Linked DNA regions of Mus musculus: region 2 is linked to region 1. Evidence: chromatin contacts called from public promoter capture Hi-C data. All regions are on one chromosome and are shown on one strand. Each heading gives the region's core, a stretch centred on a gene start, on an enhancer-like site or on the middle of the called end of the contact. The rest is flanking DNA. Distances are from core to core; before and after follow the strand shown.

Region 1 (7,202 bases), core at 3,178-5,677:
TGGTCATGTCCTTCTAGGTCCTGCCTCCTAGAAACAGGAGAGTCAGATTGTCACTAGCTGTCATCAGAGGGACTTAGGCTTCCAGGATAGAGGAGGGTAGAAACTGGATCAGGGGTGGGGTTGTGTCCAAGACCACTCCGTGCCAGCGGTGAAGTCAGGCCTTCTTCCTGCTGAGCAGATCCCCTCCAGCTGCCAAGCCCTTTCAAGGCGAGACATTTAGTTCTTTTAGGCCATGCCTAGGGAGTCCACAGGGATGTATTCAGCTTTGGTCTTTGCTGAAGGCCTGTCTAAAAAAGGTCCTTTCTCAGCTGGGATTCTGACCCCATGTTGTCAAGAGCTGGGCAACCCACTGCTCTGGCAGGATGCAAAGCTCCCTCCTAGACAGCTGGCTACCTGCCCTTTAGACACTCAGTAGCCATCCTGGTTATGACATAAGCTTGTTATGATGTCATTGTAAGGGCAATGATTTATGACAGTATATTGCAATAATTCATCTAGGTGTAGTGGGACATGTCTACAGTCTAGGTGTAGTGGGACATGTCTACAGTCTAGGTGTAGGGGGACATGTCTACAGTCTAGGTGTAGGGGGACATGTCTACAGTCTAGGTGTAGTGGGACATGTCTACAGTCTAGGTGTAGGGGGACATGTCTACAGTCTAGGTGTAGTGGGACATGTCTACAGTCTAGGTGTAGTGGGACATGTCTACAGTCTAGGTGTAGGGGGACAAGGCTACAGTCTAGGTGTAGGGGGACATGGCTACAGTCTAGGTGTAGGGGGACATGGCTACAGTCTAGGTGTAGGGGGACATGGCTACAGTCTAGGTGTAGTGGGACATGTCTACAGTCTAGGTGTAGGGGGACATGTCTACAGTCTAGGTGTAGGGGGACATGGCTACAGTCTAGGTGTAGGGGGACATGGCTACAGTCTAGGTGTAGGGGGACATGGCTACAGTCTAGGTGTAGGGGGACATGTCTACAGTCTAGGTGTAGGGGGACATGTCTACAGTCTAGGTGTAGTGGGACATGTCTACAGTCTAGGTATAGTGGGACATGTCTACAGTCTAGGTGTAGGGGGACATGGCTACAGTCTAGGTGTAGTGGGACATGTCTACAGTCTAGGTGTAGTGGGACATGGCTACAGTCTAGGTGTAGGGGGACATGGCTACAGTCTAGGTGTAGGGGGACATGTCTACAGTCTAGGTGTAGTGGGACATGTCTACAGTGTAGGTGTAGTGGGACATGTCTACAGTCTAGGTGTAGGGGGACATGGCTACAGTCTAGGTGTAGGGGGACATGGCTACAGTCTAGGTGTAGGGGGACATGGCTACAGTCTAGTTGTAGTGGGACATGGCTACAGTCTAGGTGTAGGGGGACATGGCTACAGTCTAGGTGTAGGGGGACATGGCTACAGTCTAGGTGTAGGGGGACATGTCTACAGTCTAGGTGTAGTGGGACATGGCTACAGTCTAGGTGTAGTGGGATATGTCTACAGTCTAGGTGTAGTGGGACATGTCTACAGTCTAGGTGTAGTGGGACATGTCTACAGTCTAGGTGTAGGGGGACATGTCTACAGTCTAGGTGTAGGGGGACATGGCTACAGTCTAGGTGTAGTGGGACATGGCTACAGTCTAGGTGTAGGGGGACATGGCTACAGTCTAGGTGTAGTGAGGCATGGCTACAGTCTAGGTGTAGGGGGACATGTCTACAGTCTAGGTGTAGGGGGACATGGCTACAGTCTAGGTGTAGGGGGACATGGCTACAGTCTAGGTGTAGGGGGACATGGCTACAGTCTAGGTGTAGGGGGACATGGCTACAGTCTAGGTGTAGGGGGACATGTCTACAGTCTAGGTGTAGGGGGACATGGCTACAGTCTAGGTGTAGGGGGACATGGCTACAGTCTAGGTATAGGGGGACATGGCTACAGTCTAGGTGTAGGGGGACATGGCTACAGTCTAGGTGTAGGGGGACATGGCTACAGTCTAGGTGTAGGGGGACATGGCTACAGTCTAGGTGTAGGGGGACATGTCTACAGTCTAGGTGTAGGGGGACATGGCTACAGTCTAGGTGTAGTGGGACATGGCTACAGTCTAGGTGTAGTGGGACATGTCTACAGTCTAGGTGTAGTGGGACATGTCTACAGTCTAGGTGTAGTGGGACATGTCTACAGTCTAGGTGTAGGGGGGACATGTCTACAGTCTAGGTGTAGGAGGGAAGGTTGTGATGACGGTTCTTAGGCTTGGATCTGCCCCATGAAGCTTTTTACAGAGTTTGGATGCTGGGATACAGGGCTGAAGGGCTATGACTATGCATTACCATGTTCCATCGTAGCCCTAAGGGCTAGGGACGTACCAGAGCACATGGCATCTCTCTTTCATACTTCGTGAATGTTCCTGGAAGTCCTGTGGCTGTCTGTCTTAGGGTTTCTATTGCTTTGAAGAGACACCATGACTGTGGCAATTCTTATAAAGAAAAAACATTTAATTGGGGCTGGCTTACAGTTTAAGCAGCTTAGTCCATTATCATCATGGCAGTGTGCAGACAGATAGTCATGGTATTAGAGAAGGAGATGCGAGCTCTACATCTTGATCTGCAGGCAGCAGAAGGGACTGTGTGCCATACTGGGAATAGCTTGAGCAAATGAGACCTCAAAGTCTATCCCCACAGTGACACTTCTTCCAACAAGGCTACACCTCCAAATAGTAACACTCCCTGTGAACTAAGCATTCAAACGCATGAGTCTATAGGGGCCATTCCTATTCAAACCATCACATTGTCATTGTCAACTTGCAACTTCAGTTGCATCCCCACCCAGCACCACCTAGCCTTCTATCTGTCCATCCCTCTATCTGCCTTTTGATCCATACATCCTTCTCCCCCATAGACCCTCCACCCATGTCCACCCAGCTACACACTAATCTAATCCTCCGCCATTATTCCTATCTGCTCTCTCTTTCATCCATCTACATCTGTCTGTTGCCAGTCTACTCACAACCACCCACCTATTCATCCATCTGTCTGCCTTCCCACCCATCCATCTAACCATTGGTTAACCCATCTACAAACCCATCCACCCTTCACCCTTCTACCCTTCCCAGGCTTGCAGTTGCTCAGCAGATCTACTGACTAGGAATTGTAGGTCATGGGTGGTCACCCCACTTCTTGCTTTGGATGCAAGGACATAAGACATCCAGCAAAGAGGTGTAGCCCTGCAGAGCAAGAGCTGTGTCTATTACCTGCCTGCTATGTGCTCTGGTATGTCCCTCAGTTTTCCCATCTATTTAATGGGCCATGCATTACAAACTAAGTAGCACATGAATGTACTCAGCACAATTGGGCTCAGGGATTTGGGAGCTCTACTGTCTGGGTTAAATCCTGGTTCTATGACTTTGAAAGCCGTATGACCTTGCTCAGGAGACCTAAGCTCTCATAGCCACAGTTTCTCAGCCGGACACAGGGTTGCGTGGAGGGCCAAATACAGACATGATGCTAGTGCTGGAACACTCTTTCTACTCATCCTCAACCAAAACAATCTGTTAAAATAGGTGTTGCTAAAATTCCTTCCCCTGGGAAGACTTAAGCAACATCTACCCTTTCTCCTAAGGTCCCAACGACAAACCAAGGCACAATTCCACCAAGTTCATTCCAAGGAACCGAAGACTTAATTGGGCATCTTTCCTGAGCCTAGGTAAGGGAATTCCTTACCTGTATATAATACTCCTCCCACAAGCACTGCACCTGAAAAGCGTTACCTAGCAGGGATGAGGTTTTCCCACGTGGCTCCACTCGAGTCTTCCCCCACACGCATGTAACCCCAGGGATCATACTCTATTTCTTTTTACATACTCTAACCCTTCCCCAAGGCCCCACATAGAGTTGTCCGTCAGTAGGGAGGAGCAGTTGGAAGCTGTGAGTCCGAAGGTGGGGGTCGAGGGTCTAAACTATCAGCAAGCCTGCCCGGAATAATCTCAGGCAAGGAGACACAGCTGAACGGCCCAAGATGGCCGTCTCTCAGATCAAAGGACAGCCAGTCACATCAAGGGGAGGGGGGAATAAGTAAGGCTCAGAGAGGTAAAGAACTGGCCTGCGGCCAATCGGCCAGGAGAGACTGGACTGTATCCAAGTGTCCTGAGGCGGGCAGCAGCGATTGGTTCTCACAGGGGCCCGGACCTTACTTGTTCCCATGCCCCGCTCTGGCACACAGTGGTCTAGATTTTATTCCTGTCCTATCTGGTCACTGAGCTCCCTTGATATTTCAAACCCCAGGGGCTTCTGTGTGGCACTCCCAGTCTGAGGGCTCCTGAGCCTCCAGAGATCTTCAGGGATAGTTGTGCATCACCGCACGATCCCGATTCCTCATCCCAGCCCGCCACGGGGAGAAGCAACCAAGCTTCCCTGCACAGCGCCCCCACAGTCTCTGCTCCCTTAGGGCACAAGGGATGCCCGAGGGTGGCATGGGCGGGGAGTCGGGGAGGGCAGGAGCTACTCTTGGCTGTCTGGCAACCCTCCCTCCTGGCAGCCAGCTCCCGGCGGCTGCAGCCCCAGCTTACAGTGGCTTTGAGCACACTGGGAAAACAGAGGCACCTCATGTCCCCCGGTCACAAACTGCTTTTCCACTCTCAAAGGGGACAATTGTTCTGACCTCCTGGGACCGTGAAGGTGACAGGAGTATGTATGTAAAGTCCCCAGTGCCACTGACTCTGAAGACTTTCAGCTCCTTTCCCCCTACAATGGAAAAGAGCCTGCGGGAATCCCTAAGCCGGCCGGCCGGCAGCATCCATTAGGAGACTCCAGGGCACTGGCTCTCAACCTGTGGGTCACGACCCCTTTGGGGTGGGGTGGGGTAAGCATATCTGATATTCTGCATATCAGGTCTTCACATGATGATTCATAACAGTAACAGATTTAGTTATGAAGTAACAATGAAATAATTTTATGGCTGAGGGTCGGCACAACATGAGGAACTAACTATATGGAAGGGTCTCTTGGGGCTTGAGAGGCAGAGGCCAGGATCTTTTCCATACCATGCATTTGGATTCATTCCATCCCAATTCCAACACATACCTGCTGAGCCTACTGGTTCAGATCCAGTGCTGATATTGCAATAGTGAGCATATTGATTGATGTTGGTCATAGGTGCTGCAGTAGAGAGAGAAGCTCACCAAAATGCTAAGACTTCGTTTCCAAAGGAGCAGAGGAGTTCAGCCTTCTTGGGAAAGACTGACACCCAAGTAGCTCACTCCGGTTATTTTATTCAAACATTATACAAGGTTAATTGGGGCTGGGAAAGATTCCAGCTGCCAAAGTTATCTTGCCCTTGCTTCCAGTGTGAGCAGACAACTATTAAGGCCTAGGTAAATTATTAAGGCCCTAGATAGAATGTTAAGGCCTAGGTAAAATGTTAAGGCCCAGGTAACTGTTACATGGCTAGCCTACCATTATAAGGAAATGTTCTCATATTTTTCTGCTGTTACTAGGGAAGTTTCTAATGCCAAGTTGATTACATGTTCTGTTATGTTCTGTGTCCTTGAAAACCAATCAGGATGGAAGTCAGTGGAACTGCTTGTACCCACAATAGGCTTGACCCCAGTCAACCACCCAGCAGCAATTCCTGCACTTGTGTATACGTTTTTACGGTAGAAGCTGCCCCTGGGGTAGACCTTAACATAAGAGAGACACCTGCACCGATATAAGAGACTATGTGGAATAAGGCGTCCATTTTGAGTCACGGTCACGTAAAGTTTAAGTTCCCAAGACCTCCCTGGGAACAGACATCCTACTTGGCAGAAAGAGACATGTATGTGGATAACTGACATCCTGGTTAGCAAGGCATGAATGTTAGACAAGGCAAGCCCCCTGCCACAGTTGAATACCCCAACCAATGGGAGCAGGATAAATATACAACAAAGACTTGTTCCTAAGGAAATCCTTATCCCTAAATCCTGATTGGTGGGACAACTTGACACAGATGTTTGTAGATCTCACGCTTTAAAAAGCCCTGTAGGACCTTAACTTGGGGTCATGGTTCAATTCCCGAATCTGGACCATGAATCTGATCAACCAGCCCTGGGGCACATTCTCAATAAACTATCCCTGCCTGACTGAGATGGGTGTTAGTGTGGCTTGGGAGGCGATTACTGGGCCCCTATAACAATTCACACAAATCTCGGTCCCTTTTGAATAGGGCTAGCCATAATCAAAAGAAAGAACTCTGGGTTTGCCAGGAGTGACTTTGTACCAAGGTCAGTACAGCTGCATGTTCTCACATAGCTCCAAGGGCAGATTCTCTAGAAAGACAGCATTGCTTCAAGGTTCAAACAGTCTCAAAGCAACGTCTCAGCCTCTATTGATCGACCCAAACATAGCAAAGGCTTTGCTAAAAGAAAGCCAGACAGAAAGACTTTGCTCTGCGTTTCACTGTTATGTCCAAGTTGCAGGGACCCCCAAAGACCACCGAGGAGCCAGTTCAAATGCAAACACACAGGGTCTTTTATTACAAGGTCCCAAGCAAGGTGTTTCACTGTCCCTGTCACAGAGGGTCAGAGTGAGAGCCCCAAGTCTAGGCGGTGCAGGCTTTTTATTGTGGTTACAGAAAGCTTGGAGATTTTCCATACAGGTCAGCAAGTTAATATTTTTAAAAGCTGCATTTCCGACTTAATCTGCAGGAACTGAATACGTGGGCAGAACCACCTGACAAATAGGATGGTTAGGCTATCAGTTCTCTGCAGGATCTCTTAGGTTACCTGTATGTACTTGGTCCTGCCATTGTAGCCTGGCTGTTGCTAAAGGGGTGAGGGAAAGTTATAGGGTGTTTGCCTAGGTGGAGTTTGTGATTTTCTTCCTGGAATTGGAATTTAGCCCGTGGTCTCGCACAAAATGGCATTTCTTCGAAAAACAGAGTTGGTGGGGCACTGTGAGTGTACTCACAGCCTAGGAAGCCGAAGTCCAGGTGAGGTGGGCAGACTCCAGATGCAGGGCCAGCACAATGTCTCCAGTCTAAAAGTCAGAACCACAAGAATGCCCCAAAGTCTAAGAAAATCTTAACACCAACATGATAGCACCAGCAGCAGTGCCACACCTGACCTGGTGAGAAGAGTCAGAGAAGTTTGCAAATATGAACCTGGATGTAAACGGTCAGAGAAGCAAACAGGAACCTGGGAGTGTGTGATGCCCCACACCTGTAAGCCCACCTCCCCTCCAGCACT
Region 2 (7,202 bases), core at 1,937-4,436, 74 kb after region 1:
ACTAAGCAAATTCAAATTCAGTTAGTGACGGGTTAGCAGTTAAATGTGAGCTGAACTACAATGAACAGTGTGGCTCAATTGGTGGCGGCCGTGGTGGTGGTGGGTTTTGTTTGTTCATTTGGTTTGGTTTAGTTGGTTGGTTTTTCGAGACAGGGTTTCTCTGTATGTCCCTGGCTGTCCTGGAACTCACTCTATAGACCAGGCTGGCCTCGAACTCAGAAATCCACCTGTCTCTGCCTCCCAAGTGCCAGGGATTAAAGGCGTGCGCCACCATGCCAGGAGGCTCAATTTTTAAATTCTGAGTGTGCATGTGTGTGTGTATGTGTGTGTGTGTGTGTGTGTGTGTGTGTGTGTGTGTGTGTGTGTGTGTGAGAGAGAGAGAGAGAGAGAGAGAGAGAGAGAGAGAGAGAGAGAGAGTGATTGAGTGCAGGTACCCACAGAGACCAAAGGAGTTGGATCCCCCTGGAGTGGAAGTTACAGGCAGTTGTGAGGTGCCTGACATAAGTACTGGGAATCAAACTCAAATCTTCTGGAAGAGATATGAATGCTCTTAATGCTGAGCCATCCCACTTAGCTATCTCAGCTTTTTTTTTAATCAATATTTTACTTTTATGAGTTTTGACTGCATGTATATCTGTACACCACCTGCATGCAGTACCCATAGAAGACCAGAAGAGGGCGGCAGATCCCTGGAATTGGAGTTACAGGTTGTGTACTTATATGGAAGTGCTGGTACCTGAACTGTTTACTTGGCAGATCCAGTGCTCCTAACCACTGAGTCTCCTCTCCAGCCTCCCTGACTCCATGTTTAATGGAGGCGTTAGCCTCAGACTGCCTTCTCTTTGTGAGCCCACATGTAGACCAGAAAGCCTTTTCTGATAAGAAAGCCTGGGCGCTCTTCCTTTGGCTTTCCTAACCAGTGAAGCCATAAGACCCTCTGGTCCAGTCTTAGAAACAGCCGTGCAGATGGTTGTTTTAGTTGGCTGCCATTGCTTTGACAAGCGCATGGCAAAGGAAACTTAAAAAGGGTTTCCTGTGGTTCAAAGGCCAGGTACAGTCCACGATGGTGGGAAGATGTATGCATGCGTTTGAGGCAGCTGGTCACATTGCATCTGCAGTCGCAGAGAGGACAGCCATGCATGCTCAGACTCGGTTCAGCCCTCCTCATTCAGTCAAGAATCTAACTCATGAAACACATTTAGGGCGGGTCAGCCCACCTCAACTTAATCTAGGCAATTCCTTACAGACATGCCCAGAGATTGGTTCCCATGAAGGCGAGAAGATCAGCCATCAGACTACCTTAGTCAAGGTCTCTTTGTTCTTTCAAGCAATTTTGGACCCATGTAGAGAGAGACATGCCTGACTCTCCCCAGAGAGCTCAACTGTATCAATGATGTATATATCCATACCCTCCAAAATATTTTTAGCCCCCCCCCCTTCCCTCATGTCTCGTGGACATCCGTGGCCTCTCTATATTGTGACTGCTTTAAAACTAGCTGCCTCGGGGACTGGTGAGATGGCTCAGTGGTTACGAGATCTGACACTCTCTTCTGGTGTGTCTGAAGACAGCTACAGTGTACTTATATATAATAAATAATAAATCTTTAAAAAAAAAAAAAACAGCCAGGCACTTGGGAGGCAGAGGCAGGTGGATTTCTGAGTTCGAGGTCAGCCTGGTCTACAAAGTGAGTTCCAGGACAGCCAGTGATATACAGAGAAATCCTGTCTCGAAAAAACAAAAACAAAAAAACCTGGCCCCCTCTGGGGCACACACACTTTAAAAATCCAAGAACAAAAACCTGGAGGCTCCATCACCCTGATCCACAAGAGCTGTTCTTGCTCCCTATCTCCCAGACATTTCCTCCTCCAGCCCCATGCTTTGTGTGTAGCCTCAGCTGTCCTGGAATTTGTTCTATAGACCAGGCTGGCCCCAAACTCACAGAGATTGGCCCTCTGACTCTGCCTCTGCCTCCTCTGCCTCTGCCAGTATTTTGTAACAGAAGACACGTAACCACTACAATTAGAGAAATAAAAATTGAAGCCATAACGGAGGGTAGGATCGAGTGCTACTGAGATACTATATGCTTATACTAGAGTCCCTGACTTTAATTTCCAGCAGAGAATATGTGTGCATACAGGGCCACTAAGGGTCAGTCTGAGGAGCTGCGCACCACGGTATTTTGTTGTTTTATCTTTTGAAAGGGCTTCTCAACAGGTCAGAACCTGAAGCTTGCCAGTGACTCTAGACTGGCTGGCCAGAGAGCCCTACACAGCTCGGCCTTGTTCCGCCTCCCCTGTGCTGGGGTTCTAAGCAAGCACTATTACACCCAGCCTTTTCACATGGATACGAGTGATTAAACTCAGCCTCGTGCACGTTTGTCAAACACCCAGTCTGTTGTACATTCCTCTAGCCCTGGAATAACTCAATTTTTTTTAAAGATTTATTTCATGTATGTGAGTACACTGTAGTTGTCTTCAGACACACCAGCAGAGGGCATCAGATCCCATTACAGATGGTTGTGAGCCACCATGAGGTTGCTGGGAATTGAACTCAGGACCTCTAGAAGAGCAGTTAATGCTCTTAACCGCTGAGCCTCTCTCCAGCCCCGAATAACTAAATTTCTAAAAGCCTGCTTACACCAAGTGTGGGCAAATACAAACAACAATTGGAACTGTCATACACTGCTAGTCTAGGGAATGTGTTGATGAGGACACAAGACAGACTGGCCGTCCCTTAAGAAGTTGAACACACACTACACTGTAAACTAAACCCAAGCAGCCCGAGTCAGCCTGATGGGTCTCGAGACCAGTGGTCCAGGCTGCCTGGCCACCAGGGAAATCGCTAGAGGGCAAGCACAGATCTTGGCGGAAGTGACCGAAGGCCCTCGGGAGAAGAGGGGCGGCAGGGAGGGGGCGAGGCCGGGAGGCACTCGGATTTGTAGGGACTGCGGCCGCCGCTTCCGCTACAGCCTCAAAGAGCAGGCGCGGTCCGGGTCAGCACGCGGTCTCTCTAGGCACAGCGGAGGCCTACGCTCTCGGTGGCCCCGGGGCGCAGGGCATCAAGTCCTGCAAGAAGAGCTGGAGGCGGACGGCCATCCGATCCTCCCGCGTCCCGGTCCGGGACTTGGGGTGGGGGTTGGGGGTGGGGACCTAGGGGCGGGGTCCCCTGAGATTGACGACTGCGCAGACGGGGCGGGACGGCCCCTTTGTCTTAGGGAGCCGAAGCTGCCGCCACAGGGCGAGAGGTTGCGGCAGATGGTGAGTGGCGCTCTGTCGGCTGCGCGGGACCCTCTCCTTCATCCGCACCCAAAGCTCCGCGCCCTCGCGTATGCCAGCCCTTCCCCCCGATGGATGGCTGCGGCCGGGCTGCTGACCCAGGCTGCACCCTCCGGTCCCTCGAACCCTCCAGGCCCCTCCCCGGGACCCTTCGCGGTGGCTCCCGCTAGCCCGGTCCGGAGTTCAGACGGTTCTGATGTGCATACGGTTTCCTACTGGTTGGTTAATTTGGTTTGGCTTGGGCAGTGGATGAGGTTTTGTCTGGTGAAATAACCGCGTCCCAGACTGCCCTGGAAGTCCTGGGTTCGCACGATCCTCTCCCATAACCCGGACTACAGTCAGGGCCACCATACAGCATTTTAAGTCCCATGCATCCTCAGCAGCGAAGGACATTTCTTGTCAAACTGAAGGTGCTCCGCTCTGCTCCCCATTAGCCCAGCTTCTTCTTGGATTTGTTTTATTTTTCTGCTGTTGCTCTCTTGTTACTTTGCAAAGGCCCCTTTTAATGGATGACAACTTCTCTAACGTGGCATTTTCTTGTTTAATTTTTTTATATGTATTTATGTGCTTTGCCTGCGTGTGTATCTGTACTGTATATCATGTGCATGCCTGGTGCCAACGGAGGCCAGAAGAGGGCATCGGGTTCCCTGGAATTGGCTGTGAGCCGCCATGTGGGTGCTGGGAATCAAGTGTGGGTCCTAGACGGGGGAAAAAAACGTGTGCTCTTAACCGCTGAGCCATCCCTCCAGCCTCCACATGTATGGCTCAGTTAGACACCTGAATCTGGATGTGCTGATGAGTGCTGCCATCCCCATCTCTGCCGCTTAGTAGCTTACTTGGTGAGTTCCAGGCCAGTAAGAGACCGTATTTCCCCGCCCCCGCCCCCCCCCCCCCCAATGGTGAAAGGTTTCTAAGGAATAACACCTAAGGTTGTCTGCTGGCCTCTATGTGCTTGCTGATGTGTAGGTACGCACGCACACACAGGAAAATTGTATACAATAATAGCTCCCTTGTATGTGGGCGATGAAGTATGGGCACAGCTGTATTCTCTAAGGCCAGAGAAGGACATTGGATGTCATGCCCACTGGCCCATCTCCCCAGCCCACAGTAGTTCTTTTAAATGTTACTCTGCCTAGCATCCTGACATAGTGAATGCATAGTGACACTAGAAGCAGTTTCCTGTGGAGCTCTCTAGAATGATTGGAATCAGGCACTCCTACTAATGCGTGTGGACATTCCTGTCACTAACATAAAAGGAAGGTTCCCCTGAGCTCCACTATAGAGATACTTAAAGCTGGGTGGACATTAGTTCTGATATTTTGCACACTGGGGATTTCCTTGTAGGGGACACAGAGAAGTGGAATGGGACTAACAGGTTAGAGCTAATAAGCCACCTTACCACCATATAGGTGACCAGTCCCTGGGGCTTTCTTGCCATACAGATGTTTCAATTTCCACCTCTGCGTTTGTCTTTTAGCTGTTTGCATTCCTGGTCAGATTGACCACCAGCTTGTATTCTTTTTCTGTATGTTAAAAACACACTTCCCTATGGGTTTTTTTTTTTTTTTTTTTTTTGCTTTCTTGTTTGTTTGTCTGTTTTTTACTCCATTGAGAAAGTGTCTTCTTTGATTTTATTTACTTATTTTACAACTAGAAGGATCTTGGTATTGGTTTTGTTTTATGGGCAAAATATTTCCCATTACAGTATTTTGGCTTCTTGCTGTGTTTTAAGGGGCTTCCTTACTTCAAGATTATTTTTCTAAATAATCCGATTTTGTCTGGTACTTGTAGAGTACTGATTCTATATGGAATTTATGTAGATAAGGGATGAAATTAGAATCCAGCTTCTCTCCTCTCCCCCTCAATCGTCCCCACTAACAGTATCTGTTGGATACTTTATCTTTTTGCTTACTTGAAAACGCACCGGTGTCTTACACTAAATTCTTCCCTGTGCTCGGGCCTATTTGGGGAGGAATCTTGTGGTTCTCAGATGTGTCTATTTTATTTTGTGTGTACAGATGTTTTGCTTGTGTGCATGTCTATGTACCACATGTGTACAGTTCCTGAGGAGACCAGCAGAGGGCGTCAGATATCCTGGAACTGGAGTGACAGATGGCTGTGAGCCTCCATGTAGGTGCTGGGAATTGAACCCAGAGTCTCTAGAAGGACAGCCATTGTCTCTGCCCCTATTTTGGGAGTTTCAGGTGGTTTTGATGTGCATAAGGGTTTTTTGTTCAGTTGTGTGGTTGGTTGCTAGCTTTTTGAGACAGGGTTTCTCTGTGTAGCCTTGGCTAGCCTGGAAGACATCTATCTCTGTAGAGATAGATGTCTGGTGTCAAACTCACAGAGATTCACCTGTTTCTGCTTCCCAAGTGCTGGGGTTAAAGGCGTGTGCCACTACTGCCCAGCATACATTAGGTTTCTTATTGGTTGGTTAATTTGGTTGGTTAATTTGGTTGGACTTGAGGTGTGGATGTGGAGTTTTGTTTGGTGAACTCACCCAGTCTTTTTTTTTTTTTTTAAGATTTATTTATTTATTATATGTAAGTACACTGTAGCTGTCTTCAGACACTCCAGAAGAGGGCATCAGATTTCATTACAGATGGTTGTGAGCCACCATGTGGTTGCTGGGATTTGAACTTGGGACCTTCGGAAGAGCAGTCGGCGCTCTTAACCACTGAGCCATCTCGCCAGCCCTCACCCAGTCTTTAAAACAAAAATAGATTTGTTTAGTATACCACAAAGTGCACAGGAACACGGCAGATAGAGAACTGCCTGAGTATACTGTGGGCTGTGGGCTGCCAGACTGGTCAGGGATGGTCATGGGTAGAGAGGGTAAGTCACTTTGTCTGCAGCTTCTCGCTATGCAAACGAGGGCAATTCTGGTATGCAGTTTCAGGTCATTCTCTTTGGCTTTTGTTCCATGGTGGAGCTGTGGCTTTTTGGCCTGAAGATGCTCTCTGGTCCAGGCGTGTATTGGAAATCCATTCCCTTTCTGGTCTGTCTCCCACGCAGACTTTCCCCCACAGTGTGTGCCTGATTTCCTTTGAGACATGATTCCTGGGTGGCCCCTGCTGACCTGGAGCTCTTAAGATCCTCCTGCCTCAGCCTCCTCGGTTCTGGGATTACAGGTTTCAGCCTCCATGTACAGCTTGATGTGTCTTCTTTGTCATTTTTTAAAAATCTCAAAATCTTTTGTCTTGGACCCACTTTGTGGCATTTTATTGAGGATTGTGTAAAGATTTAATTTTAATATTTAGCAAAATACTTAAGCACTTAGTTAATCATCTGTTTTTCTAGCAATTTTGAGTCTCTCCCCGAACAAGCAACTGTGCTCATTTCTGTCCCTGAACTGTTTATTCTTCTCCTGCTTCTTTTCCTTTTTGCTTGGTTGGTTGGGTTTTTTGTTTATTTGAGACAGAATCTTCCTATGTAACTTAGTCCTAAAGCCACCAAGATCTTTTATAAAAACGTTGATTGGTGGATAGGATGTGGTAGCACATGACCTTAATCCCTGGCACTCAGGGGGCAGAGGCAGGTGGATCTCTGAGTTTGAGGCCAGCCTGGTCTACAGAGTGAGTTCCAGGACAGCCAGGGTTACACAGAGAAACCCTGTCTTGAAAAACAAAACAAGATGTTGACGGATGTTGTGAATAAAGTATACAAATTAGCATTACTATGATTTATGGTGTCTGTTCTTTCATGTCTTGGACCAAGTGTCACTGGTGTGTAGGAAAGCTACTAGATAGATAGATAGATAGATAGATAGATAGATAGATAGATAGATAGATAATGACCATTGGCTTAGGGACATTTTCGAGTATTGTGTTTTTGTGCTCGCAGGTGGTCTTTCATACATGAGGAACTATATTAAAGGGTTGCTGCCCTAGGGAGATTGAGAACCACAGCTCTCAACAAACATGCAA

Evidence for each region. Promoter capture Hi-C pulls out the DNA fragments that hold promoters and counts their contacts.
Region 2: a promoter capture Hi-C map of hippocampal neurons shows a contact between it and region 1, with 2.6 times the contacts expected there. The contact joins the promoter of Zfp647 here to the enhancer-like site in region 1. A contact is called at or near these places in 7 of 39 promoter capture datasets (3T3-L1-derived adipocytes, cranial neural crest, embryonic stem cells and 4 more), 2 of 15 datasets of contacts at CTCF or cohesin (the NIH/3T3 cell line and embryonic stem cells), 5 of 484 Hi-C or Micro-C datasets (cortical neurons, embryonic stem cells, myocytes and 1 more), 3 of 115 datasets of contacts at active chromatin or transcription factors (all in embryonic stem cells) and 3 of 9 other capture datasets (adipose tissue, embryonic stem cells and pancreatic islet).

Annotation. Positions count from the first base shown.
Region 1 is chr15:76,996,321-77,003,522 of GRCm38.p6, reverse strand. It overlaps Gm35933 (a long non-coding RNA gene), which reads right to left. Exons shown (of 3, transcript XR_384211.4): 3 at 6,533-6,993. Among named protein-coding and RNA genes, the nearest start is that of Gm35933, 12 kb to the right of the region's middle. Within about 2 kb of position 4,427, at least 32 of the 459 cell types and tissues checked have an H3K27ac peak or open chromatin away from gene starts, as enhancers often do. A contact at or near this core is called in hippocampal neurons, where this site is marked.
Region 2 is chr15:76,921,432-76,928,633 of GRCm38.p6, reverse strand. It overlaps Zfp647 (zinc finger protein 647), which reads left to right and starts at 3,186. Exons shown (of 5, transcript NM_172817.3): 1 at 3,186-3,258.